7 separate regions of the Mus musculus genome follow, and all the other regions are linked to region 1. Evidence: chromatin contacts called from public promoter capture Hi-C data. All regions are on one chromosome and are shown on one strand. The core of a region is the stretch at or near the end of the contact, and the rest is flanking DNA. Distances in the headings are between cores, read along the strand shown. Region 1 holds the start of Meaf6 (MYST/Esa1-associated factor 6). Region 2 holds the start of Sfpq (splicing factor proline/glutamine rich (polypyrimidine tract binding protein associated)). Region 3 holds the start of Pabpc4 (poly(A) binding protein, cytoplasmic 4). Region 4 holds the start of D830031N03Rik (RIKEN cDNA D830031N03 gene). Region 5 holds the start of Psmb2 (proteasome (prosome, macropain) subunit, beta type 2). Region 6 holds the start of Ago3 (argonaute RISC catalytic subunit 3). Region 7 holds the start of Akirin1 (akirin 1).

The links. Promoter capture Hi-C pulls out the DNA fragments that hold promoters and counts their contacts.
Region 2: a contact with region 1 is called in a promoter capture Hi-C map of liver, with 2.4 times the contacts expected there. The contact joins the promoter of Sfpq here to the promoter of Meaf6 in region 1. A contact is called at or near these places in 4 of 39 promoter capture datasets (liver, neutrophils and pre-B cells) and 2 of 9 other capture datasets (adipose tissue and liver).
Region 3: a promoter capture Hi-C map of pre-B cells shows a contact between it and region 1, with 2.5 times the contacts expected there. The contact joins the promoter of Pabpc4 here to the promoter of Meaf6 in region 1. A contact is called at or near these places in 2 of 39 promoter capture datasets (liver and pre-B cells).
Region 4: a contact with region 1 is called in a promoter capture Hi-C map of pre-B cells, with 2.6 times the contacts expected there. The contact joins the promoter of D830031N03Rik here to the promoter of Meaf6 in region 1. A contact is called at or near these places in 1 of 39 promoter capture datasets (pre-B cells) and 1 of 9 other capture datasets (liver).
Region 5: a promoter capture Hi-C map of pre-B cells shows a contact between it and region 1, with 3 times the contacts expected there. The contact joins the promoter of Psmb2 here to the promoter of Meaf6 in region 1. A contact is called at or near these places in 2 of 39 promoter capture datasets (liver and pre-B cells).
Region 6: a promoter capture Hi-C map of the C10 cell line shows a contact between it and region 1, with 2.6 times the contacts expected there. The contact joins the promoter of Ago3 here to the promoter of Meaf6 in region 1. A contact is called at or near these places in 2 of 39 promoter capture datasets (the C10 cell line and hippocampal neurons).
Region 7: a contact with region 1 is called in a promoter capture Hi-C map of liver, with 2.3 times the contacts expected there. The contact joins the promoter of Akirin1 here to the promoter of Meaf6 in region 1. A contact is called at or near these places in 3 of 39 promoter capture datasets (liver and pre-B cells), 1 of 484 Hi-C or Micro-C datasets (B cells) and 2 of 9 other capture datasets (adipose tissue and liver).

The regions. Positions count from the first base shown.
Region 1 is chr4:125,083,775-125,086,498 of GRCm38.p6, forward strand. Meaf6 (MYST/Esa1-associated factor 6) reads left to right here and starts at 1,387. Exons shown (of 8, transcript NM_001374123.1): 1 at 1,387-1,492; 2 at 2,371-2,486. The coding sequence starts at 1,403.
Region 2 is chr4:127,019,971-127,022,694 of GRCm38.p6, forward strand. It overlaps Sfpq (splicing factor proline/glutamine rich (polypyrimidine tract binding protein associated)), which reads left to right and starts at 1,331. Exons shown (of 10, transcript NM_023603.3): 1 at 1,331-2,250. The coding sequence starts at 1,447.
Region 3 is chr4:123,281,585-123,284,308 of GRCm38.p6, forward strand. Pabpc4 (poly(A) binding protein, cytoplasmic 4) reads left to right here and starts at 1,327. Exons shown (of 15, transcript NM_130881.3): 1 at 1,327-2,223. The coding sequence starts at 2,031.
Region 4 is chr4:123,410,588-123,413,311 of GRCm38.p6, forward strand. It overlaps D830031N03Rik (RIKEN cDNA D830031N03 gene), which reads right to left and starts at 1,324. Exons shown (of 1, transcript NM_001167918.1): 1 at 1-1,324. The coding sequence starts at 120. The region is part of intron 57 of Macf1 (microtubule-actin crosslinking factor 1); the gene reads right to left.
Region 5 is chr4:126,676,267-126,678,990 of GRCm38.p6, forward strand. It overlaps Psmb2 (proteasome (prosome, macropain) subunit, beta type 2), which reads left to right and starts at 1,377. Exons shown (of 6, transcript NM_011970.4): 1 at 1,377-1,579. The coding sequence starts at 1,489.
Region 6 is chr4:126,428,136-126,430,859 of GRCm38.p6, forward strand. It overlaps Ago3 (argonaute RISC catalytic subunit 3), which reads right to left and starts at 1,407. Exons shown (of 19, transcript NM_153402.2): 1 at 1,133-1,407. The coding sequence starts at 1,151.
Region 7 is chr4:123,748,929-123,751,652 of GRCm38.p6, forward strand. Akirin1 (akirin 1) reads right to left here and starts at 1,371. Exons shown (of 5, transcript NM_023423.3): 1 at 1,020-1,371. The coding sequence starts at 1,236.

The DNA.
Region 1 (2,724 bases), core at 137-2,636:
CCCACATGGCAGCTTACAACTATTCCTCCAGTCCCAGGAGGATCTGATGTCTTCTGGTCTTCTTGGGAATTGCATGCATATGGTACAGAGACATACATGCAGGCAAAACACTCATAGACATAAAAAGAAAATTTCCAAGGTCTGATTGTTATTTTTTTGAGCCTAGGCTAGCCTCAAATTCTCTGTGTAGTTGAGGCTCATCTTGATTTTTTCCCCCTCAAAACAGCTGTCCTGTCTGTCTTCGAGTCCCCTGAGTGCTGGGAATAAAGACATGTGCCACCATGCCTGGCCCTGGGAGGTTCTTCTGTGGGCCAGGCTGGCAGGAAAGGAAGAGATGCTAGACTCAAATTCAGGGATTTGTGCAAGCTTGGGCTTAGGCAGATATTTTACCAACTGAGTTTCATCTACAGCCTTGACTTTCTTTTTTGGGGGGTGGTGGTGAAACTGTCTTATATAGTCTTACTGGCCCAAATACTATGTAGTACCTTGACCTTCCTGCTTCTTTTACCGCGGCCTCTTGGGTGCTAGAATTATAGGCATGTACTACTGGAGAGGAACAAGAGATTAGTGAAGAGGTTTGTGAGAGAGAAAATTAGGCAAGAGGAGTTTTAGAAAATTGAGAATTTCTCATACCTGTTGAACAATATACATCTAGGGCATAGAAACCCAAGGACATCCACCCATGGGGGCAAAGAACGCCACCTAAACTACGAGTGACGTTGCTGAGCACTGAGAATGCAGAGGTGGGCTCAGGGTGTACCTGTAGAGTGCTTGCTTCGTCTGTCCTGAGATCCATCCCCAGCACCTATTAACAGCGGGCATGCTCAACACATGGAATCCCAGCAGTGGGAAGGCAGAGGCAGGACGATAAACTCACGGTCTGTTTCTGTTCAATACCAGCCTGGATACAGTTCTGGATCTGAAGATAGAAGCTAATTCTTTCATAATCCTTCCCCTCCGGCAAACCACGTACAACAGGAGATCTGCTTGCCTGTGCTAAACCCAGCAAGATGTTGGTTTGGGGATCTTCTCTGCAACCCGGTTGGTGGGCGGAACCTTGCTCAGGTTTTCCACCTGCAGTTGGGTGGTGTTGCAAGGACCTCGTCTGCCGGGAGACATATGGAATACTCAACAGGCCTATGCTGCAGCTGGGTTCTCGATGTAGTGAATGTCTGTGGGTGTCTGTTAAGCTCAGAGGCCCACAGTGGAGCAGCAAGGAAGGTCCCACACGTACAAGCGCCTCTCCGCGCCGGCTTTCGCGCGCTGAGCCGGCCAGCTTCCCCGGAAGCCGCGCGCGCAGGCGCGGTGTGGGGGGTCGCGCCCCCTGGCGGCCAGCGGCGACAGTGCGCAGGGTCCGCCTACTGGTCGCGCGCCGCCGCCTCCGCCGCCGCTTGAGCCCAACATGGCGATGCACAACAAGACGGCGCCGCCGCAGATCCCAGACACCCGGCGGGAGCTGGCCGAGCTGGTTAAGCGGAAGCAGGAGCTGGCGGTGAGTGGCCGAGGCCTGGACGCCGTCCCCACTTGGCCTCGCAGGCAGCTCCGGAGGCGAGGACGGCGGGCAGCCAGGGTCTGGGCGCTCTGGGCGGCCGGGCGCGGCGCGGTTCCCTGCGGCGGCGCGGTTCCCGGCCTGCGCTCAGTGGGGCGGGGCGGGGCGGTGAGGGCGCGGGAAGGGCGAGAGGCAGGAGGCGGGGACGACGCTCAGGTCGGGTTAGCGGTTGGAAAGGAGGCGGCTAGACCCCGGCCTGGAGAAGATGCACGATGGATTCCATGGGCGGCGCGTTTCAATGGCCGGGGAATGTGGTGTATTTGAGGATGCCAAGGAACGGGGCTGGCGGGAGACCCAAGACGCAGCCTAGGGAATTTGGATTGGTGACGCGCACCAGGAGCCGCCGGCACCCTGCTGACTGCCCTGTAGGCTCCCGCCTTTTACGGCGAGCATCCGGGAGGCAAAGCTCACCTGAAGCTGCCCTTCCAGGTTTCCATAGCAACCGGCATCCACTGCGGGCGGCCCTTCCAGAGCTAGCAGGGAGGAAGCAGTTGATGTAGAAGAGATGCTTTTGAAAAGCTGTTCACCCTTCTCGCTGCTGGTAGCAACACATTTAGTGAGTGAGAATGGAGACAGCTCACGGTCTGTCTCATCCCTGCTCGTGACAGCTAGGTTTTGCCTCTGAAGTAGATGCAAAATCTTGCATGTGTGTGCATTTTCTGAGGATAGACTATACATTTCATTCTATTTATAAAGGGGTCCATCACCCCTACACTTCCACAGAAATGGTTCATTGTGGGTAAGCTTGACTTTACAAGTCTGTGACGGAATTTCAGTTTGCTTAATGCTTGTTTTTCCCTGTCCCTGTTTTCATCACCTAGGAAACACTTGCAAACTTGGAGAGACAGATATATGCTTTTGAAGGAAGCTACCTGGAAGACACTCAGATGTATGGCAATATTATCCGTGGCTGGGATCGGTATTTGACCAATCAAAAGTGAGTGTCAAAATCTAGTAGTATTAGCTGAGCACTGGTGGTGCACGCCTTTAATCCCAGCACTTGGGAAGCAGAGGCAGGTAGATTTCTGAGTTCGAGGCCAGCCTGGTCAACAGAGTAAGTTCCAGGACAGCCAGGGCTATACAGAGAAACCCTGTCTGGAAGAAAAAAAAATCTAATAGTATCTCTCCATTTTATCCTCTACTAATATTTGGCTGCAGGATTTTTGTTTTGATTT
Region 2 (2,724 bases), core at 81-2,580, 1.9 Mb after region 1:
TGTTCATGAAGCTTTAAAGGGAGGGAATAAAAAGGAAATCTCGGCTGACCTGGTGGATGCATGCTTTTAGTCCCAGCACCTGGGAGGCAGAGGCAGGTGGAGGGCTGAGTTTGAGGCCAGTCTGGTCTACAGAAGTAGTTCTAGGACAGCCAGGGCTATGCAGAGTAACCCCGTCTTGAACAAAATCAAAAACAATTTCCTCTCCCATGATTTGTGCTTGTAAATTGTTACTGTACACACACATGGAGTCACATCTACCTCATTTACCCTTCTGCTGGAGAATAAAGTGAGTCTTCTGCATGTCACACAAGCCAGAACCCCAAAGGCTGTGTCCTCAGCTCTCTCCATACTTTTCCCTCTTGGACAAAGACTGCATTCACTCAAACCTAATGGCAAATTTTATAGTATTACAACAAACGTGTTGCTATGAAATAATGTTTTTTTTTTTCCCTTTTTTTTTTTTTTTTTTTTTTTTTTTTGGTTTTTCAAGACAGGGTTTCTCTGTATAGCCCTGGCTGTCCTGGAACTCACACCCGGCTTCCTTTTTCTTAAATCTTTACTTTTATTTATTCATTAATTTTTTTGGAGGCAGGGTTTCTTTGTGCAGTCCTGGCTGTCCTGGAATTTACTATGCAGCCCAGGCTGGCTTTGAACTTGGAGTCCTTTCTGCTTCCAGAGTGCTAGGATTAAAGGCATATGCCAAAACAACCGGGGCTTCTATTTTATTTTATTATTTTTATTTTATTACGTTTCATGTAGCCCAAGCTGGTTTTGAACTCAATGTAATTGATAATGTAAAGATAAACTTGCAGTCCTGATTACTAGTGCCTCCTCCTCCCAAATTTTGGGCTCACGTGTTTGCCAATCTGCTAGCCTTTGATAGGGTTTCAATAAAAGTAAAACCGTTGAGATTAAACTCTGTGAAATTGACTCTAACTTCATTGGCGTAGGAATAAGAGACAGCACAAGTTCAATTTATAACCTTGAACCCAGCGAAGATGTTAGCCAAGAATAGCGGACTACTCATAAGAGGAAAGAAAATAGCCTTTCAGCGCTATCAGGAGCTGATAGGGCCCTGGATATTTAATTTCACGCGAAAGTTGCAGGGCATGCCCATTCAAATTTCTTCCAACAAATCACAAAGGCGTATAGACACTTTCTTATCCGTTTATTGGTCAAATGGAAATCCCAGCCCTCCCTACCTCCCGCCTCTCACTAGGGAGCCAATTGGAAAAACTTAGGTTTCATCATCAAGTACTGTACTTGCTATTGGCTGTCCGAGCTGTCAATCTAGGGAAGGCGGGCCAGGCCGAACTGTCCTATTTAAGAAGAGGACAAAGGCGGCGCGCAGCTTGTGTCGTCCGCCATTTTGTGCTCAGCAAGGTGGCAACCACGTTCCCTGAGCGACTTCTCCGCTTCTGCCTCGACCGCCCCTTGACTACAGCTATGTCTCGGGATCGGTTCCGGAGTCGCGGTGGCGGCGGTGGAGGCTTTCACCGGCGTGGAGGAGGTGGCGGCCGCGGCGGCCTTCACGACTTCCGCTCTCCGCCGCCGGGCATGGGCCTCAACCAGAACCGCGGCCCCATGGGCCCGGGCCCTGGCGGCCCGAAGCCGCCGCTCCCGCCTCCACCTCCTCACCAGCAGCAGCAGCAGCCGCCGCCGCAGCAGCCTCCGCCGCAGCAGCCGCCGCCGCACCAGCAGCCGCCGCCGCACCAGCCGCCCCATCAACAGCCCCCGCCTCCGCCGCAGGAATCCAAGCCCGTCGTCCCCCAAGGCCCCGGCTCGGCGCCGGGGGTGAGCAGTGCGCCTCCGCCGGCGGTCTCGGCTCCGCCCGCCAACCCCCCGACCACCGGCGCCCCTCCGGGCCCTGGTCCAACCCCGACTCCGCCGCCCGCCGTCCCCTCCACCGCCCCCGGACCGCCTCCCCCATCGACGCCGAGCAGCGGAGTCTCGACCACCCCTCCACAGACCGGCGGCCCTCCGCCACCGCCCGCCGGGGGCGCCGGGCCGGGGCCTAAGCCGGGGCCAGGCCCTGGCGGTCCAAAAGGCGGCAAGATGCCCGGTGGGCCTAAGCCTGGAGGTGGCCCGGGCATGGGCGCTCCTGGTGGCCACCCGAAGCCACCACACCGAGGTGGCGGCGAGCCCCGTGGGGGCCGGCAGCATCATGCGCCCTACCACCAGCAGCACCACCAGGGGCCCCCTCCCGGCGGACCGGGACCGCGCACGGAGGAGAAGATCTCCGACTCGGAGGTGAGCGGGTTCTCGAGCAAAGCCGTCCGTTTCCCTAAGATGGCGGCGCCTGCCTACCCTCGGCGTTTTTTTTTCCTCTTCCCCCCCGCCCGCAGCCTAGAGGGCCTCCATTTTGTCCCCTGCCGGAAGCGCTCCTGCGCATGCTTGCGCAGGCGGGGCGGACGCGCGGCGGGCTGTGGAGGCCGCTAGGGATTGGCTTCCAGCGGGAGGGCATCCTCACGTCTTGGCGGTAATCCGCTAGAGGCTAGCGGTCCGGTCCCTTGGGACCCAACTAGTGCACGTCGGAGGCCTCTGTTTGGGAGAAAACAGGGCAACTTGGTGCTGTCTTCCTAGTCTGCATTTAGAGCTATTTGTTGACGTCAGAGGTGTATTGATTGGCGTTTGCTGATAAAGAGGCGATGTGTTTCAAAGCATTTTGTATACTCTGCTTCATATGGATTAGAGTTAGTGATCCTGTTGGATCCCCAAATATGG
Region 3 (2,724 bases), core at 77-2,576, 1.8 Mb before region 1:
TTTGGTTGGTCACAAATACTCAGGGGGGATCGGTCTCCCAAGTGCTGAGACTAAAGGTGTGAGTCACTACACCTAGCAAGGCTTCTTTATTTAATATAGTCACCAGAAATTATTCTCAGAGGTAAGGAGGGACTCTTACTTGTATACCATGGTAACCATGGCAACCATGGCATCTGCTGGGGGGGGAGCTCTGATTAGCCATTTATTGGAATGAATTGATTGATTAAATACTTATATTTCCTCAATTGTTTGCTTCAACCAGTAGACGAGTATCTGTCTAGCTTTTGCTAATTTCTGGTTTGAGTGAATATAAGGATAGAAAAAAAAATGGTCCCTGGCACTTATGGAGTAAGGAAATACTGCTATAACTCCACATATTTAGTCTCATGAGATAACATGATCTTCAAATGGTCAGTGAAACCTTCATTTGGGTAAAAAGTCAATGATTACCCTTCATCATCTAAGCGTAAACTCTTAACTAGCGTTTACATAGTAACAAAAACATTGTTTCACATGCACAGATGCATTCTCTTTGTGTTGTGCCATGAGTCGCCACGAGATGCCTTGTAAGGACATCACTAGAGATAGCTCCCTTATACAAGAACCATGAGCCCAAATACACCTTTCTTCTCCTCTTCTCCTTTTGCACAAACTAAGCTGTAGGCGTGCCACCAGAACAAAACAGGAGCGGACAGTCACGTTTTGTTTTATAAAAGCTTTGGCAAGATTTGTTCATCTTTTCAAAAACAGTCTCATCACCTAAGATACCACCACCATTTCTAATGACCTCCAAAATCCAACCTCAAGGTTATATGTTCTTAAAACTTTCGTATGTCTTACGTATTCAGCTCAACCATGTATTGGGCCACCTAGTAGCTGTACTTTAGCATCCCTTTGTGTAGATTTGGGCATTTCATGGATGTTTTAAACATTATACCTGCGTGTGGGTCTTGGGGAGGACATGACTCAATCCATACACTGCAGAAAGAGAATCATACAGGTGCGTGCTGCTGGTCCTCCAAACGCAAGGGGACGCTGTGACACCTTGCGGGCGGCTCCAGGTCACTCTGGTGTGACTGCCCCGCCTTGGGCCCCCGGGGCAGAGTGGGCGGGCACGACTGCGCCCAGGTCTCGAGGCGCCCTTCGACCAGCAGCGCCCGGGGCGGGAGGGTATAAATGGAGCGGTGGCGGCTCCAGCCGCCTCTCTCCGCCCCGGGTCGCAGCCATCAGTGTTGCGTTTGGGCTCAGCACGCCTGAAGCAGAAAAAAGAAAAAGCTTAAAAAAAACACAAAAGCCTCAAAAACCTTAAAAAAAAAAAAAAGAAAAGAAAAGAAGAGGAAAAAAAAAAGCAAAAGGGAAAAAAAGAAGAAAAAGAACCAGACAGCGACTTGTGCTGGGAGCCCGTGGGGAAGTGACTTTCACAGCTTCCGGCCTGCCTGTCCGTCAGCGTCTGTCTGTCCGTCCGGTGGTGAGCCATCCCCCTCGGCCCGGCCCGCCCCTGCACGCCTCTGCGCCGCGTGGCAGCCCCGCGCCCCGGCTGGCCGCACCACGTGTCCGCACTGCCCTTCGCCGGCACCCGCAAAGATTTGGTTTCCCCCTTCCTGGGCTGCTGTAACTGTAAACCGCCGGGAGTCCGGGGCCTATATTTATCACGAAACGCGTGTTCCCAAGGCGGCCGTGAGCGCAGCATCTGATTGCCTCTTGAAAATTTTTTGCCCCCTTTACGAGGGGATTTCCTACTTTAATTTTTATTTTTTAAGCCTCAAGCCAGGACAGCTGGAGAGTACAAACTCCAGGAGCGGGCCATATTGTTTTTGAGAGCCTTTTGTCTTGGGGCTTTTGCAGTCCCGTGCAAGTCGTCCCGCACACGGGTCCCGGCTCGGAGCCTCCCTGCTCCAGCCTTCTCCGGCGTCGCTGGTGCCACCTGTGCGCTGCGGCGCGTGCCATAGCTCCTCGGAGCCCCTTTTGTCCTGCAGTAGGCCTTGTTAGAAGTCCTCCTGGCGGGGCTCGGGGTCGTGGGGGGTGGGGAGATGAACGCTGCAGCCAGCAGCTACCCCATGGCCTCCTTATACGTGGGCGATTTGCACTCGGACGTCACCGAAGCCATGCTGTATGAAAAGTTTAGCCCTGCGGGGCCTGTGCTGTCCATCCGGGTCTGTCGCGATATGATCACCCGGCGCTCTCTGGGTTATGCCTACGTCAACTTCCAGCAGCCAGCTGACGGTGAGTAGTAGCGGTGTGCACACATTCGGGAGATTCCTGGGGACCTTGGGAATCCTGAAGGCGGAGGCCAAACTGCCAGGACCGGGGAACATAACAGCATGTTGCCTGAGAAGCCTTGGGTGGAAGCAAAATGAGCCAGGCATGTGGTCATGACCCTGGCTTCAGTCTCCCACCACTTGCTAACCTGATGACCTTGGGCTACTGGGTGGGGGTGGGGTAGAGCAGGGGTTGGAACCCAAGGAGATTTGTGTAATTCGGGATCCGAATAAAGGGACTTGGGTATTCTAGTGTGTCTAGCCCCACTCAGGTAGAAGTGGGTCTGGCACTCAGTGCATTGAAATGACACCTGAAAGTGTAGGTTGCAAAACTGGGGGCTCTAACCTGAACTGACTGACTTGGGATGGCTTTAGGGCAGTGGAAAGCAAGGAGAGCAGTTTCATCCAGTTGCCTTGAGGGGAGTTGCTAGTGTCAAGCTGTTTCTACCAGGCTCTCTTTTGGGGA
Region 4 (2,724 bases), core at 74-2,573, 1.7 Mb before region 1:
ATCGTATATAGACCGCTGTGGAACATAGCAATCTTCTATATAGCCATCCTCATCTTCCCCTTTACCCAGGCAGGTAGGGTTCCGCCTTAAACAGTCTGGCCTGCTAAGTGGCTTACCCATACTTTTTCAATAAAGATGAACCATCAATCTTTCAAAAGTTTTTTTTCCCCGCCACGGGTTCTCTCAAAATACATTCTACATGAATTGTAAGTCCTCTTACATGTTTATACTCCAAACCACCAATTGCATCTGCCTTTCAGAAAGATCTGGAAGTTCCCAATTTGAAACCATTTTGGGAGAAACTCTAATAAGACAAACAGGTTTTCCCTCACAGGCTAGCAGCCTCATAACTGCAGAAAGACAAATGATATTATTTAATCAATAAACATAAAACAAATACTTGTATGGCTTCTGGTTTTACTTTTCTAAAGCCCTTTCAAATTCAGTCAGCAAAAAAATCGTTTGATATTGACAAGTCTTATTCAATATCTAGTTTCACTCGATTCGCACCAAAGCTGAGTTGGAAGCAGAAAATGTATACCAACTATGTCCTTTATAACAATGGCACACCCTCTCTAGCCTTCAAGTATGGTCCAAGCTCCTAAGAATTCCTTTCATTTTATCCTGTGTTCAGCCCTAAAGAGTCCAGCTGGTCTGAATTAGCCATTCGTCCTCTCTAGTTGGGTGTTTGCATTTGAACAGGGCTGGTCAGCGGATATTCCTGCAACTTTAAACACAGGAAGTCCTTCATTCGGGGCCAGCTTGGGGCTTCCTGTCTCCAAAACATCATGGCATTGTTGTGGCTTCCAAGCCAACACTGTATCGTGGCCGCAAAACAAGGCGAGTGGAGGCCCACGCTGGGCCTTTCAGAAGGCGGGCAGGCTGCGGCAGCGGCCAAGAGGCAGTCTGGACTCACTTAGCACCGCCCGCAAACCCGCGCCATGCCTCGCGCCCCGGAGGGCCAGGGTCGCCTCACCGCAACCTTGCAGGTGGCTCCCGGCGGGCCGGCCTTGGGTCTAGCGCTCAGGAAGTTAGTTTGTCCCTCCGGCAGCAGTAAGTCCCGTGTCCTGTGGGCGCCGCCTCCCCGGCCACTGCAGGTCCCCGGCCCCCAGCCGCCGCGTCGTGGGCTGCATGACAAGCAGTCGCCTCTTTTCTCCACCACGCCGCCGGCCCTGCAGCCGTCCTCCCCGCCCGCAGCTGTCACGGTCCCGGCATGCAAACTTCTGGCCGGGAACAAAAGGCTCCGCTCCGGCCGCACGAGGGGGGCGAGCCCGCCTCTCTCACGCCGCGCGGCCCGCTCACACGCCGCTGGCTGGAAGTGCTCGGGTGGCGGGCGGATCTCCTCCCCCTTCTAGCCCCGCCACAGCCGCTGCCCCGCCCGGGCAGCCCCCTTGGAAGCCCGGGAGCGCGCGGCGCCGACTGCTAGGGAGGAGGACGGGGGCGGGGCCTATAGGGAGCCCCGCCGGGAGGGGAGGGGGCGGAGGCAAGGATTGGAGGCCAAGGCGGCGAGGGAGGGGCTTCCCGGGGTTGGGGCGAGGGACTCCAGCTCATCCCGCACCCCCTCTAGCTCACTCCCTCCTCACCCACGGGAGTAATAGTGTCCCCGCCTGCGAGGGTGAGAGGAGAGGGGCAGTCCTGGTCATGCCGGGCAAATCCCCTGACAAAGGAAAGCCCCGCCCTCACAACGCTGGCCCGGCCCCTCCGCCCCCGCTTCTTTCCAACCGGCGGGATGGGAGCCCAGCCCAAGGGCGAACCCAGAAGGGGCGCCCCCGCCGCCCCCACTACCAGCCGGTAGTGGCTAGGGCCACTCGGGGGCCCCATCTGCCGGTAGAGACGTACGGGCTGGGGTGGGCGGTCTGCACTATCCTAGGCTCCAGCTTTGCCGCCAACGACTATCCCTGTATTTTTCCAATGTCACCTCTGGCGCTGACCAAAGAACAGGCTAGCCTTAAACACAGTCTTTTCTTGGCATGCCAAGGAATTAAGTTAGACTCAGGAACCAAGTTATTGGATAAACTCTAGGCACAGTTTCCCTTCTCAAGTATGTCAGATCTTGGCCCATTTCGCCACCTGGATTTCTCTGCTCAGACTTCAGCGGTCTTAATGACCGGAAAATGGGGTGCGGGTTGCAGGGCAGTGGAGACTCTAGCAGGAACAGCCCATGACCAACACCTGGATTGGCTATAACCGCTGTGCACGTCCAAGGAAATCTGAGCCTCTGAAGGGCTAGATGAAAAGCATGAGTTCATATTTCAAGTCTCAAGAATGAAAATATTAGAGAAATGTGTTACACAATCCTGCAAACTACGTTCTGGATTTTAGGAAAGCTATCTAGAGACCCTGTAATTGTTAAGAAAAGTACAAAGCAACCCAGAAGACTGCCTGCCAGAGGTAGCTTGCATCTCTTTGAGGTGTAATACTTGACTCCCTTTATGATGGTCCCTCGGATTTCATGAGGATGAAAAAGGTCAGTTAAAATGTACAAAGTCCTGTTGGCCCAAGTAGTTAATATAGATGATAAAACTTATGAGAAAGTTATTTCTACTCTTCACACAAACAGTAAATAAAACGAGTCACTGGTGTGTGGAGATTTGGCAGTGAAGCTTGGAGCTAAGCCTTAAACTTACTTGAGGAGCCAGAAACTCCTTGGCAAAAATGAGGTACAGGCTGAAGCCCATGATCAGATTAGTCAAGTAAAAGACAACTTTGCTTGGCAAAATGTTT
Region 5 (2,724 bases), core at 127-2,626, 1.6 Mb after region 1:
ATGCAGTTTAATTGTAGTCTCTCCTCTATTACCCTTTCTATTGTTAAAAGAATTATTTTTACTTTATGTGTTATGGGGTTTTGGCCTGAATGTATGTGTGTGCATCAAGTGTGTGAAGTGCCTTCAGAGGACAGAGATACACCAGAGTTGCTGATAGCTGTCTTCCAGTTGCCTTATGGGTACTGGAAATTGATTCCAGGTCTTCCAGAAGAGCAGCCAGTGTTCTTAAGCACGGGTCCATCTCTCCAGTCCATCCCTAATTTCCTATCTTACTCTTTCCAAAATATTTCATGTAGGGCATGTGGATCAGGAATTTAATTCTAGCACTGATGAGTTAGAGGAAGGCAGATTTTTGTGAATTTGAAGTTAGTCTGGTCAACACAATTAAATTAGTTCCAGGACAACCAAGGCTACATAGTAGTAATACCCCATCTCTCAAAAAAGGCCGGGTGGTGGTGTCACAATACATTAATCCCAGCACTCAGAAAGCAGAGGCAGGTGGATCTCTGAGTTCGAGGTCAGCCTAGTCTATAAGAGTGAGTTTCAGAGTAGCCAAGAAATCCTGTCGGGACAAATCAAAATATAAAAAATAAGTAAATAAAAGTGAACATTTAAAAATTTGTTGGGATGAGGAACTTTGGGGAGGGGGGCAATGGCTGGAGTGTAAATAAATACTTTTTTTTCCCATTTTTATTAGGTATTTAGCTCATTTACATTAATAAATACATTTTTAAAATAATATTTTAAATGTAATGAAACAGAAGTATAGTAAAATATTTAAATTTAAAATTTTTTTTAAAAATTATTTGTATTGGGGATGAACGCGCTAGTGTGATGGTCAGAGGAAAACTTTGGGGAGTCTGTTCTTTCTACCGTGGGTTCGAGGGACAGGCTTGACTAACGTGCTTTCTGCCTCTGTCTATCCAGTACTAGGATTTCAAGAGGGAACCACCGCCAAGTAGGTTTTTTGTTTGTTTGTTTGTTTTGCTTTTGAGATGTGTTGTCCTAGGCTGCTCCCCTGGTCCTTAACTCTATGGCTCGGGGAAATTGTTCTTCAATCTGGCTTGCAGGGAAAATTTTCCCGTTTGTTTAACGAGCAAGGAAATGAAAACCAGAAAGCTGAAGACCTCCTCTCCTCTGTAGCACCCACACGTGCTGGTACTTCTTACACAGGGTACGGCTTGATTTGCGTGCAAACTCTAAAATTCGACTTGGTAGATAAGGAAACGCAACGCCCCATCACCCACAGCTACGTTTCCAAACCACACCTCTAGACCAGCCCACTCCGCAATCTCAGCGCGGAAAAGCACCCAAGCTCCCGCCTGCTCTCTCGCGAGAGGTGACGTCATTGGGCCGCGCCAGTGACTGGGCCGTCGCGCGTCTTGCGTCACCCCCAGCTCAGTCCGGGTGTGCTGTCTCACTGGTGAGGTCGTGTACCCGGGAAGTGTCCCTGTCCGTGGCCTCTGCAGCCTCCCGCTTCCCGGCACCATGGAGTACCTCATTGGCATCCAGGGCCCAGACTATGTCCTCGTCGCTTCCGACCGAGTGGCCGCCAGCAATATTGTCCAGATGAAGGACGGTGAGAGGAAGCAGGGGGAGGCCCGGCGGGCCTGGCTGGAGGGGCAGTCGGCGGGAGTTGGTGAAGGGGACCGTGGGCCTCCCTCTGGGCAGCTTGGAAGATGGAGCCCAGTGTGCTCTGCCCTGCTGGCACTGCAGGATTGAGAAGCCGGGGGAGCCGGCAGACAAGCTTAGGGCTCTAGTTTGGGATTCTGGGTCAGATGAGGCTTGCTAGGTGAGAGTTGCTCAGCGTGAGGGAATTAAGTTTATGAGAGCTCAAGTGTGTGCCCGGCGCCTCCAATTTCTGAATTTCTGGCAAGTTTCAGTCGCCCCAGATAGAAGTTATAATTTGTGGGTGCCCTAAGGTGGGATCTTGGGGAGAGTGAGACTCCCCAGAGTTTGGCATTTCCACTCTGCTTCCGCTGTCTTCAGTGGCTCACCTCAGAGCCTCTTCCGCCTTTCCCTGGCTGCTAGATTTTACTTGTCGTTAAATAGTGGAATGCAGCAGAGATGGCCTCTCTTTATTTGCTCTGTGAGTTTTGTACGTTATTTTTTTTCCCGTGCCCAGATTTTCTTATCTCTCAAATTACTAATAACCAACTCAAAACTTGTTGAGAGGATTGAGTGAAGGAGTTAGCATTGGACAAACACTTAACAAACTGAAGCATATATGTATCAGGTGTGTCCATCGTTAACATTTTAATTTGTTAAAAGTTTGGCTCTACTATGTGCCCTTCTTGCAGTTAGTTTTGGAGACAGAATATGTATAACTAAGATGTATAGATATAGTATATATTATATATAACACACATGCATATATATGTGTGTGTGTGTACATATATGTGTGCGTATACATATCTATGTATGTGTATATATGTATGTGTGTGTGTGTATATGTGTGTATATGTACAAAACTTTCTTAAGGAGATGTTGAAATAACTCAGTAGTAAAGATGCTTTTGCCCAGGCTTCACAACCGGAGTTTGGTCCCAGAACCCAGATGGCAGAGGAAGAGACCCCACCCCAACATCCTGCAGGTTGTCCTCTGACCTGTGCACCTGTTCTGTGGCAATGTGCACCTGTGCAGAACAAGAGAGAGAGTCTCTAAATAAATAAATAAAAATTTTAAAATTATCAAAGAAAAAGTTTCTAAGCTTACAGGTGGTAG
Region 6 (2,724 bases), core at 157-2,656, 1.3 Mb after region 1:
ATTTCACTGTTAAGAAAATATGAGAAAAAAAATGGAACATAGAAAGGGAAAAAATGGTAGACACTGAGTAGAAAGAAATTCCACATAATAAAGGAAATGCCTTTTTGTATCCCTTCGACAATTATGCCCTGAACTGATTTGAAGGCCTTCTATGTTGCTAGTTTTAGTTTTGGGTTTTTTTTTTTCTCTTATATTTGGGGACCTTTCAAATTGGCAAGATGAGATATGAAATTCAGTGACTTGCTAGGACATAATAACAAGGCAATCCCCCAAATATATGAAAACAATATATTACTGATCTTGTGGATGGAGAGAACTTTCAAACTGGAGAACAGGGTGACTGCTGGGCCAGCAGGCCGTTATGTAACACCTATTTCATGTTACTCTATCAACTACTTTAGAATCGCTGACTACTTTTTCCTTTTTAAAGACAAGCACTATCCAGGCCGGCTTCCTTTCTCAAGACCTCTTTTTTTTTTTTTTTTTTTTTTCCTCAAGAGACAAATCCTAAATTCCAGATTTCCTGTGCAGGGAATAGAAAATAGAGGGGAAATAGTGTCAGCATCCTGAAGCTCTGCCTTCTAGTAAGCAGTGGTCCAGAGCGACAGGACATCTCCGAGCTCCTCAGAAACTACACACTCAGACACTGAGAACCAGGGGTGGGAGCAATGCCATCTTGCATCTGACGTCGCCCGAGCACCAATTAGAAACGTAATCATTGATTATCTCAGAGTATCCTCAAACTACACTAATAGGTAGATAAGGGTTATGCCTGACTTGTTCTGCATCCATGGGACACACGACCCGGTTAAAGGACAAGCGCGCCCTTTATATTTCCAACAAGAATTCCAAAAGCAAGGGCAAACTTCTCTCCATTCTCAGGGGAAAGCACTCTAGGGGGATGTCATCACCTACAGAACTCCAAACTTAAGCCCTCCTTGTAGTTTCGCCAACTCAATGACCCCAAGAGTGTAGGTCCCTGGGCTGTGGAGAGGACACCCGCATCGGGCCTGAAAGCCCGCAACTCCCTCACTATGTGCGCTGACAGCACCTGAAGTGGAAGGAACAAGGATGCTCAGGGGACAACATCGGGGTAACGACCCCACCTGCCCTGTCCCGCAGCTCGCCTCACCTGCGGAGCCGATTTCCATTCATGGAGCTGGGGGGAGTGCTTCACGAGAGAAGGGTGCCACCACAGAGGCGAGGAGCGGACGCCCTCGGAAAGCTCCGGGCACAAGAGGCACAGTCGGGAGAGACAGACAGCCTGCAGCGAGGTAAGAGCGGCGACAGTCCTGAGTGAGGACGCTGGAACCAGGTCCGGAACTTGCGTCGCCCACAGATGCTGACGCGTGCAGCTTCCCGACCCGCCAGCCGCCCCGCCGCCGCAGCCGCTCGCTTTTCCCGGTCGCCCCCGGAAGCCCGCTCGCGTCACTTCCGCTCTCCGGATCCCGCCCCGCTCTCCCTCCGGGTCGGCAGCTCGCCTGGAGCCAGAGCCTTGCGGGAGCAACAAGGTCTGGGGATCTGTGGGCGGGTGAGCCGGTGCCTGGCTGGGGCGGAGCCGCGGATGGGCGGTCGCCCTGCACCCGCTGTGCCTGACGGCGACAATCCCGAGCGAGAGGCCAGCTTTCCCCGTGCCAGCCTCCCGGGTGAGGACCGCTGCTTGAGGCGACATCGCTGCCTGCCCGCGGAGCTTACCTGAGGTACATCCTACCTGAGAGTGGCGGGTGACCAGCCAAGGGCATCCTCCCTCCCAGCTCCGTCTGCCACACCCGCTTGGAGCACGTGCACTAGGCGGTGACCACAAGTTCAATATAGTTTTTAAACGGATGAACAAGAAACGGGATGTTCCATGTATACCAGATGGAATTACGTTTATGTTTAAACAGTCTCCCAATACGTTGAGGAACCTAAACGACCTTCCGGTGTTTAAACACCTGCTAAACCTTCTCTTCCTTGGGACTCGAGACTTTTACAGCTAAATTGGTCAGCCTCCAGTTTCCCCGATCCGATCCAGTCTGGTGCTTTTCTGCTGACTTGGAACCTTTGGGAGACTAGACCCAGCTCATTATCCGGCAAATAGTCCGTCTTTTAAAAATACTTGGCTTCGTGAAACCAGATACTTCATGCAAGCTTAGCAATGATTCAGTATTTTTCCCCGTGTCCCAATGAACCAGTAATGTTTTGACATATATTTCTTTTTTAAAAAAGAGAATTGAGAAAGATTTTATTTTCACGATCCCTTCCCTCCCCGTTTTGGGTTTTTGGATTAGTCACTTTATCTTTGGACTTTAGTTTCCTCATCAGAAAAACTGAAAGGAAAACAAAAAACAAAAACCTCCCAAATGTTAGTAACAAAAATATTTACAATAGTTACAATTTTGAGGTACTTAATAAATATGCTGACTACATAATAAACATTTAATACATGGAAGTGACTCCAAGCCACATCTAGCACACCAATTCTGCCTCTCTTCCTGTTGACTGAAAAGAAATACTCTTATCACTTTTAAAATATCACATCCTCAGATGAATGAGCACATCTTAAAAGTCATGTTCAAGCTCTGATTATATACAATCCATATTGACCTAAGCCATAAGAACTAAATCTCAGACTTGTGGAAGGACCTATCCTACCCCCAATCTCTTGATTCTGGAACTAGTTCTTTGAATGAATGCAAGCTCAACTAGCTTCCAGAAAAACATGGTGTGGTGACAAACAGCATG
Region 7 (2,724 bases), core at 121-2,620, 1.3 Mb before region 1:
AACACAGGTAAAGCTCGAGAGGACTGCTGGTGGCAGCAGTATCCTTGAGGGGCTAAGCACAGGAAGGAGGAAATGAAAACTAGAGGCACTAGAGACTGCAAGATGTAAGGGGGAAAAATGATTTAAAGGGACTGCAGGTTTTCCTAATGCTTGAGGAACAACAATAAGAAGAAAACAAAGAAACAACTTGGCCAAATCCACTTTTGAGGGATTATTTCTGGGATCCCTCTAATTTGCTGAATATGGGTGCTGAAGCGCGTTCCCTCCTCCTACTGCAATATGATAGGCATCTTTACTGCCCCATGAGTCCTTCTTTTTGCCTTGTCTAAAACGAAGTGCCTTACTCAAGTCGAGTCACTGTATTAGATATTTGAATTTTGAGTACAGAATCTCTGTATACTTAAGGATTCTCAAATACTAGCCAACCAACTACCCACTTCAAGCCATACCCGAAACAAGACAATAGCCACACGATAAAACAAGGTCAGTCCGTCTCTTAAGAAATAGTCTGGTTGAAATTGCATTCCATGGCTTCTGCTCCCTAAAGAATTCTAGAAATCAAGTCTTCCTAAAAGCACCTTGCGGCGCTACATACGCTCACGCCCCTTCCCCTCTATCCGTCTCCCGCCCCACTCATGGCTGGGTTCGTGAGCAGAATCCAATTTTCCATGGCCCACTGGATCTCCCGGGAGGTTCCGCACAAGCGGAGGCAGGAGGGGCTTCAGGGACACCAAGAGCCTTCGGCGGTCTGGGGTATCCCCACCTCATTTTGGTGCCCACCCCTCAGACTCTCCAGCTCCAGGAAACCCGAAAACCGACACTGTGGGGTCACTGCCCTTCCCGGATGTCTCTCGTCCCCGGAAGCAACCGGGCCCAGCAGCACCCCAGTTCCTTTTTCTCCCAAGGCCGATATGGGGTGCGGAGGTGATCTCGGCCGGTGTCCACGACCCCCGCACCCTCCCCGCCCCCCACGCCCGGGCCTGGCTTCCTGCCAAGTCCGCAGCAGCAGCGCAGGTTACCGGGAGTTGGAAGACGACGCTCGCTGCCGGGTGGGGCAGGCTGCTGGAGGCTCGCCGGCGGCGTCTGCATCTGAAGCGGCGGCGGCTCGGCGTCCGGGGGCCTGAGGCCCGGAGTGGGGCCGGGCAGAGGGGCGCAGCGTCGCCGCTTCGGGGAACCGGGGCTCAGCAGCGCCGCCTCGAACTCCATGGGCCGCTTCAGTGTCGCCCCGCACGCCATCCCGCGGAAGGGCCAGAGACCAGACGCAGACGCGGCAGCAAGGACTGCCCTGGATCCAACTCTTCAGCTACGGCTCCCAAGCCAAGCCGGCTCCAATGGCGCCTCCGGCACCCGGCAGCCGCGCTGGCCCCGCCTCCTGTGACGTCACGGGCGTGCGCCACCGCCCGGCAGAGGGGAAGAAGTCGGAAAAGGGCCGATCCGGGAGGCCCGCGAGCCTGGGCTCGGCCCATGGCGCCCCCTGCGGAAGAAGTAGGCCGGTCTGGGCGGAGAGCGTGGTCGCCTAGCAACACCCCCGCCCCCGCCCCTCCCAGGGCCCCCCCCTTCACGCTCTCTGCCGGAGTGGCCTGGGAGGTCTTTCGCACCTGCGCGGCAGGGGCCTCGGGGGCGGGGGATGGGAGAGACCCTGGGAGACCGGGGTTCCCTTGGCCGCGTGACCGATAAAAGAGGTGATTCTAAAGGGTTATCAAAGGATTTTGTCTTGAGTCCCAGGAAATCTTCACAAACATAACCGGGTTATCTAAGGATAGACTTTATTTAATCCACGAACCCTGTGCAATCATGGGCAAAATTGGAAGGGGAGGTGTGTTACAAATGAATGTATTTTGGGGATAGATGACCCGGCCATTAATCGGATCACTAAATGGATATGTGTTACGCAAAAAAGGATTAAAAGGAAAAAAAAAAAAACAAAAAACAATCCTACCAGAAAACTCACTGGCTTAAACTGTCTAACCAAGTGATACCAGGGTGTTAGGAACTTCCCCTGATAGCTGATTTGGCAGTTGGCTTCCTCATCCGACTTGGCAACTCAGACTGGTTCTTCCTCGGGTCAATCGAGATTCTCTGCCGTACTGTTGGCTGGAAAATGCTTTTGATATTCAGCAAATGAATAGAAAACAGGGAGGTTCTGCTTTAGGGAACTCTGGTTGTAATTTTCCTGGGGAGTAACTCCAGTGCTTTCAAATACATCAATAGAGTCATCAGAACAACACCTCCACATTCAAAGCCTTTCTGTAATTATTTGTATATTAGTGGCTGTGATTCCTGTAATCTGGCTTTAACATTATCTCTGTAACAGATTTTTCTAGAACAGTCCAAATTTTAGATACTCATTTCTAATTGCCAAGATGGCTGTCACAGTACTTCAACACACTTGGGGTTAGACAATAAAGGCATACTATCTCCAATCTTCCTCCTCCTTCTCCGCCTCTTCTTCCTTCTCCTCCTGTTCGTTTTGGTTGCTTTTCTCTGAGTCCTCTTCCGTTTCTACAAACTCTTTAAAGATCATAACATAGGTCATATACTTTCACATTTATTTCTGTAAAATATAAGACAGCACAGCATACCAAATTGCTGGTTTTCTGTTTGTTTTGCCATATTGGGATTCAAGCCTCCCTAGGCACATTACCCATGTTAAGTTTATTTTAGCACATTTATTGTCAATATAGATGTAACGTGGTTTAAACTAAAATCTAGAAATAAAACATT